2 separate regions of the Mus musculus genome follow, and region 1 is linked to region 2. A link is a contact called in public HiChIP or PLAC-seq data. All regions are on one chromosome and are shown on one strand. The core of a region is the stretch at or near the end of the contact, and the rest is flanking DNA. Distances in the headings are between cores, read along the strand shown.

Region 1 (3,296 bases), core at 664-3,163, 200 kb after region 2:
TGATCTCTCAGGAGAAGATCCAGGGCTTTGAATTGGCCTACCCCAACATCTACCCATTGATGAGCAGGCCAGTTCTACAGATCCAAAACGATAAGATCTACAAGACACAGGGCAATAATGTGATATCCAAGAGGAATCCCAGTGAGGTTCCAGTATTCATAGAGTAGCAGAAGCCAGAGGCCTAGTCCCAGACCAACAAGTCATTGCAATGAACATTTGCAAGTAAAGAACTGTTGGACAAAAGGGTACCCTGTGACACACTACAGCTTCCACAATGAGATTTTTTTCCTCTCTGTTGGGGTGGGGAGAAATTGCAAGGGTGAAGGACAGGTACAGGAGAGGGGGAGATGAGGGGACTGGGGTGCATGATGAAATTCACAAAGAACCAAAGAAAAGTGTTTTTAAAAAGAAAAACAAAAAGGCAAAAGACATTCCAATCTCCCATCATAATGAAGGGAAATTCCAAGATAAATGACAGGCAGCAGCAAGCCAAGTGGCCAACCTCTTCAAAAGATCAAGTTAGAAGGTTCCTGGGAAGAGCTCTTGTAGAAGATAAAACTGAATACCTGGGGCAGCTCATAATAAATTAGCTAAACATTATTGATATAAGAAATGAAAGTAATTAATTCCAAGGAAAATAAAAACCATACAGAAAAGCCATACGAAAGCAACCATATTATATCCTGACCTGGCTATCTAAACAGAATCTATAGCATCAAAATAATATAAATAAGTAATAATCTTGCTATTATTATAAATGTTTTTGGGGGGCAGGAAGTGTTTTTCTGTGTGTGTGGGAGGGTAGGTTGTGCAAGAGAGCCACATTCTCTTCAGGAGTGACCAACGAGGTGGAAGAGGAAGTAAAATAGAACCTAAATTTGAAATATCAAGTGATACATGCAAGGTGCTACGTAGAGATTATCAAGAGATAAAATTACATCAAGATTGCACAGATAAGCTTGGCTTTTCTGTGAAAATGATAAATGGGGCAAAGTCTACTCTTTGAAAATAGTAAAATAGTAAAATAGAATAAGAACACCCTTGAAAATTGACAGAACAATGACCTTAGGACCATGAGACATGGAAGCCAATCAATAGATTTTAAACTGTGACCTGAGATCTCACTTGTTCTGATGAATTTTTTAGATAAGATTTAAAGCAAAGAGGACTCTTCCTCAGACTAAGATCTGTTTTCATGGAGAACTAGCCACCTTAGGGGTCTGAAAGCTCGCACTCAGTCTGTGTGTTCATTATGTGGCGCTGTAGCACAAGTGACTCCATTTTGATTTTCTTAGTCTGGTCTGTGGGATCCTAGAACAGAAACCCCATCAAAATCACAGCTTCCCATGATTTTTGTTGTAAAAAGATACCAGTCCTAAAACGTTTGACAAAATAAAAATGATCATCTCTAACAGTCAGAAACTCTAGAGAAAATGGAGTAACAAATGAGCTGGCTCTCTTCTTCCCTAAACTATTAAAGCCAAAGGCAGATCATCTCACTGCGGATGCAAAAAAGAAGCTACAAAAACACCAAAATACAACCTGTGATATCCCTACCTATCAAATACTATGGAACCTACATCAACACAAGGAAGGAAGCTGAAGACGGGTTTCCCCAGAAACACTCATCCGTGTCCTGAAAGGTCGCCCCAGTGACCTTCCAAAGGTACCTGTGTAATCCAGAAGGCTGGGCAGACCACAGAAGAATGGCCCTTTTCACAGAAAAGACATTAGAATTACAAGCATCGTGATTAAAGTTAAGCAGGTTTTACCTGCTTTGTGATATAAGTTCCCTCTATGGTGCCTAGGCTAGTCTTGAACTCCCAGGCCTCCAGAGAATCTCCTAACTCAGCCTGTGTGACTGGCAGTACAGGCTCATAGCACCACACCTGGCATAGTTTTGGGGTTTGTTTGGTTTTGTTTTCTATTTTGCTCTATATTGACACAGTCCAGACTACTGAGCCCTCAGATGCGTCGTGTCATTCCAAGCTGCAGCTTTAGCACCAATCCCACTCACTGCACTATCCAGGAAAGGAAGGCAGAGGGAAAGGGAACGCTAGGGAGCTGAGCTGTGTGCTTCTCTGAGCAGCTTCATTTAAGAATATTATTGAAAGCAACTGTTCATCTTCAGAGGATACAACCTATGACTGAAAAGGAACCTTCCGATCTCCAAAACTAAAGGGAGCCATCTTCTTTGAATACGGACCCAAGCACGTTGATTTTCCATGTAAAGGGTTGATCGCCTCTGATCTGCTCACTGCTGTGGATGATAGCCTTTGAAAGACAGGAATATCACAGTTTGTATTGGGGGGGGGGTTGTTGAAAGTAAGAGTATCCTCAAATATTCCAGATCCATCTCTCAGACATTATAAGACTCTGGGTTAAAACTTTCTTAGTTTCTCTGGGGGACAGAAAAACTGTCATTATGTTGCCCAGGCTGGCCTGGAACTTGTGGTTTTCCTGCCTCTGCCACCTAAACGCTGGGTTTGTGGGCATATGCCACCACACCTGACTGCCAATAGTGTCTTTGTATAATAACTGCCAAATGAAGTGCCCCTTTTCTATGTCACACTGGAGCTAAAGATAACTTTACCCTTTACCTCGGCGCCTATTTAAAGCTTAAAACAGACATTATTGGACTTTGAACATATATATGTCCTGAGGCAGATAACTAAGAAATAATGTCACCATCTCAGTAGTGAAAAACTCAAGCCACCAAAGTTATATTCTCTGTCCAGTGTTGCACAATCTGCAGTCAAGATGAATGCTTCAGTTTCACAATCTGGCAGTTGCAGCGAACAGATCTTAGAACCTCATTGATCATGAAAGACTGCCTGAAAAGAGTAAGCTTTAACGATCAAGGGCTCCTCGGGCAGCCCATCCAGAAGGCAGGCAAAAGGCAGGAGAAGAAGCAACGTCTATCTGATTTTAGACACTACACGTCAGTTAGTGCTGCTCTCTCCATTGGCCAAAGAAGCTTCTGTTGGCAGCGGGCAACTAGCAGACTCGTCACTAGCAAAGGGCAGAGAAGTGGCTGTTAAGTCTCAGCCTCGAGTAAAGCATCTAGGACAGCCCCTGCCAGACTCAGGAGCACGGAGGGAGAGGGAACAGGAAAAATATAAGGAGCAGAGGATGGGTAGGAGCACTGTAAAGCTCTGTCACCTGGACATGGCACAGCCAAGAACTCAGCAGCAGTGGGCATCTGCGCAAGACCCGCAAAAGACGTGCAAGGACTGATGGGGGTCCATCGACACTCCAGCACAGATGGGGACCACTAGGCCTCACTCCCCCCTGAG
Region 2 (3,075 bases), core at 155-2,654:
AACAGTCATCACCTCCTTATCAAGGATGTGGTCTCTAACCACCGGCTTCAGAAAATTACTATGAAGCCTCAACTTAGATCTTTCCGACCTCGACCTCTGGGCTCCTCCTTTTCTGAGATCCAAGTTCAGAGACTGAGATAAACACACAGACTATGCTAAGCCAGGGGCAGTGGCCCACACCTATACTCCTAGCATGCAGGAGGCTGGGGCAGAAGAGTGACAAGTGGATCCAAAGCCAGCCTGGCCTAGAAAGTGAGTCCCTGCCTCAAAATGAAAGGCTGGCATAGCGAAAATAACCCTCTGCTCCTCCCCCTGACTCAGCACTCTGGGGAGTCAAAACTGCCAAGGGGAGTAAGAAAGAAATAACGGATATCATCCCAGTAGCAGAAGCAAGCTGTAAATCCCGTGAAGAATCGTTCCAGCGCGGACACAACACGGTTGTATGTATGCCTCTCAAAAACAGATGGGTTGCCAACTCGCTAAGCCCAGTCTTATCACCGTAGGAAGAAACCCTCAATGCTTTCTTTGGAAGAAACAGTTTTTACCAAGTGAATTATTATCATGGTCATTATCACAACCTTCACAGTCCACAGAAAAGGTATAAAGTATCCACCTCAACGCAAAAATCTCAGCCAAGAGCAATATTTAGCAAAATCATAAGAGTTTGTCTCCCCAAGGTCCTTTTAAGCCAGCATTATATAATAAAAACAAACTTACACAACTATGAAGTATCAGAGAAAGTAATCATAGTACATTTTAATATTTGGTGTGTTTTTATATAAAACGCGTTAGTCATCCTTTTGTTACTATAACAAATAATACCTGAGACAATCAACTTATAGGAGAAAAGGTTTGCTTTGACTCATGACCAGGCTGAGCTATCGCTTTGAGTTCTCTGGTGAGAAGAGCAGATGGTAAAATCCAGAAGCTCACAGCCCTGAAAAATTACTCACCTCGGGCCAAGAACCATAGAAAAGCAGTCAGAATTGATCGTTTCCTTCACGAACACTCCAGTGACCTCAAACCTCCCCACTAAGCCTCATTTCTTAAATGTTCCACTATCTTCCACCAGTCTCACCCATGAGTTCTGTCCTTCGATACATGGGCCTTGAAGGGTACCCGATATCTAAACCATAGCATATAAACTATGGCCCTGGAGTGTCACCAGATCTTGCATCACCAAAAAGGTTTTCTTCAAAATCAGTATGTTTTTCTGAGCACGAGTAAACACACAGACGACACCACGCCTGGAGACCGTCTCCCTGCTCCACCTCCACAAAAAGGGAAAGGATCCAGAACCTCCAAGATTTGCTCCTTGACCTCCACAGTCAAGAGGCCACGTTTCCACTGCTTACAAATAACTCAGTCTGTGGTTATTGTAGCAGCTGAAAAACAGAGGCAAGCCCCAGGTGCCCACTTCCTGTTACACACACATGTCTATGTGCACAGGCAAATGGCCCGTTATCTCAGCATTCTGTAAAGTTCCCCAGAGTGGGGAGTTTGCTTTCTTTCCCTTCCTTTATCACGATCCCATTTTATATTAGTAATAAAGCCAAGTCAACACTTCAGTCAGGCACTTAGAACCCTAAGTACATGAAGCACAGGAAGTCCCCTGGACACTAATTGCAGATTTTATCCATCACAGTAAGTAGTCAACACTGTGTGTAACAGTTTGCCTTCTTGTGTAAGTCTATACTTATCCCCAAAGGATCGTGTTTGAAATATTTGTAATTTTGTTGAAAATAACCTGCAGATGGTATAGAACCTAACCTGTACCTCCTTAGCAGCTTTTGGGTTGGTTTTGGTTTGGTTGTTTTGGCTGGTTGGTTGGTTGGTGTGGTTTTTGTTTGTTTGGTTGGTTGGTTTTTCCTTCTTGGCTTTCCTTGACTATTTGCTGTCTCAAAGCAACACTGTATAACACTGTGTAGTGAAAGGGAGAAAAGAGAGGAAGTGGGAGGGCCAGTGGGGTAGCGCAGAGGTCAACGCACTTGCTACTAAGCCTGACTCCCTACGTTCAGTCTCCAGGACCCACTTAAAGGTGGGAGGAGAGAACACAGTCCACACCATACACATATTAATAACAATAAACTTTTTTTACTGTGCTCTTCTTTTTAAGATTTATTTATTATTTTATGTAAGCACACTGTAGCTGTCTTCAGACACATCAGAAGAAGGTGTCTGATCCCATTACAGATGATTGTGAGCCACCGTGTGGTTGCTGGGGTTTGAACTCACGACCTTTGGAAGAGCAGTCAGTGTTCTTAACCTCTGAGCCATTTCTCCAGCCCCAACAATAATCTTTTTAAAGAAAGAAAGAAAAACCAAATCCGACAGTATAGCATGTAATAGGCCGGTACTATTAATGTCGGGAGAATCACAAAAATCACCCCAAATTCAGGAGTTTGGTGCCCAATAAAGGCAATGACATTTTTGGAAGAGGAAACAGCATGGAGCAAAACCAAAATTAAAAAAAGGTAGCTAATGAGGAAAAGGCCCAGTGTCTCTCCCTTACACCCTTCCCTGCCCCCTGCTTTCTCTCTCGCTCTCACCACCCTGCTCTCCTCCCTCTCCCTCTCCCTCTCCCTCTCCCTCTCCCTCTCCCTCTCCCTCTCCCTCTCCCTCTCCCTCTCCCTCTCCCTCTCCCTCTCCCTCTCCCTCTCCCTCCCCCTCCCCCTCCCCCTCCCCCTCCCCCTCCCCCTCCCCCTCCCCCTCCCTCTCCCTCTGCCCTTTGTGTGTTGTGTATGTGTGTGCGCAGTTTTGAATCAGGGTTTCACTCTGTAGCCCAGGCCAGACTGGAACTTACCATGAAGCCCAGGCTGGCCTTGAATTGTGGCAATCTTCCCGCCTCAGTGTCACAAGTGCTGGGATTACAAGCCTGTGTACCATCCTGGGCTTCCATATCTTCATGAGTGCTTTCAGGAAGTGAATAGCAGTATACTTTTACATTTCCTCTATGGAAGCACTGACCCCTGGTACCCACGAACTGGAAGACAGAGCCTTTGAGGTTGTGATTAATTAAAAGGAAGACAGGTTGGCTCGATCTAATCTAAAGGGTGTTGTCAGGTGAAGTAGAGA

What was found. HiChIP or PLAC-seq counts read pairs in DNA pulled down with a chosen protein or histone mark.
Region 1: a contact with region 2 is called in a BATF HiChIP or PLAC-seq map of CD8 T cells, with 6 read pairs. The contact joins two enhancer-like sites. A contact is called at or near these places in 1 of 115 datasets of contacts at active chromatin or transcription factors (CD8 T cells) and 2 of 9 other capture datasets (adipose tissue and liver).

The regions. Positions count from the first base shown.
Region 1 is chr5:72,830,343-72,833,638 of GRCm38.p6, forward strand. All of the region lies in intron 1 of Tec (tec protein tyrosine kinase), which reads right to left. Among named protein-coding and RNA genes, the nearest start is that of Tec, 36 kb to the right of the region's middle. Within about 2 kb of position 1,914, at least 29 of the 459 cell types and tissues checked have an H3K27ac peak or open chromatin away from gene starts, as enhancers often do. A contact at or near this core is called in CD8 T cells, where this site is marked.
Region 2 is chr5:72,634,862-72,637,936 of GRCm38.p6, forward strand. The region is part of intron 1 of Cnga1 (cyclic nucleotide gated channel alpha 1); the gene reads right to left. Among named protein-coding and RNA genes, the nearest start is that of Cnga1, 6.4 kb to the right of the region's middle. Within about 2 kb of position 1,405, at least 61 of the 459 cell types and tissues checked have an H3K27ac peak or open chromatin away from gene starts, as enhancers often do. A contact at or near this core is called in CD8 T cells, where this site is marked.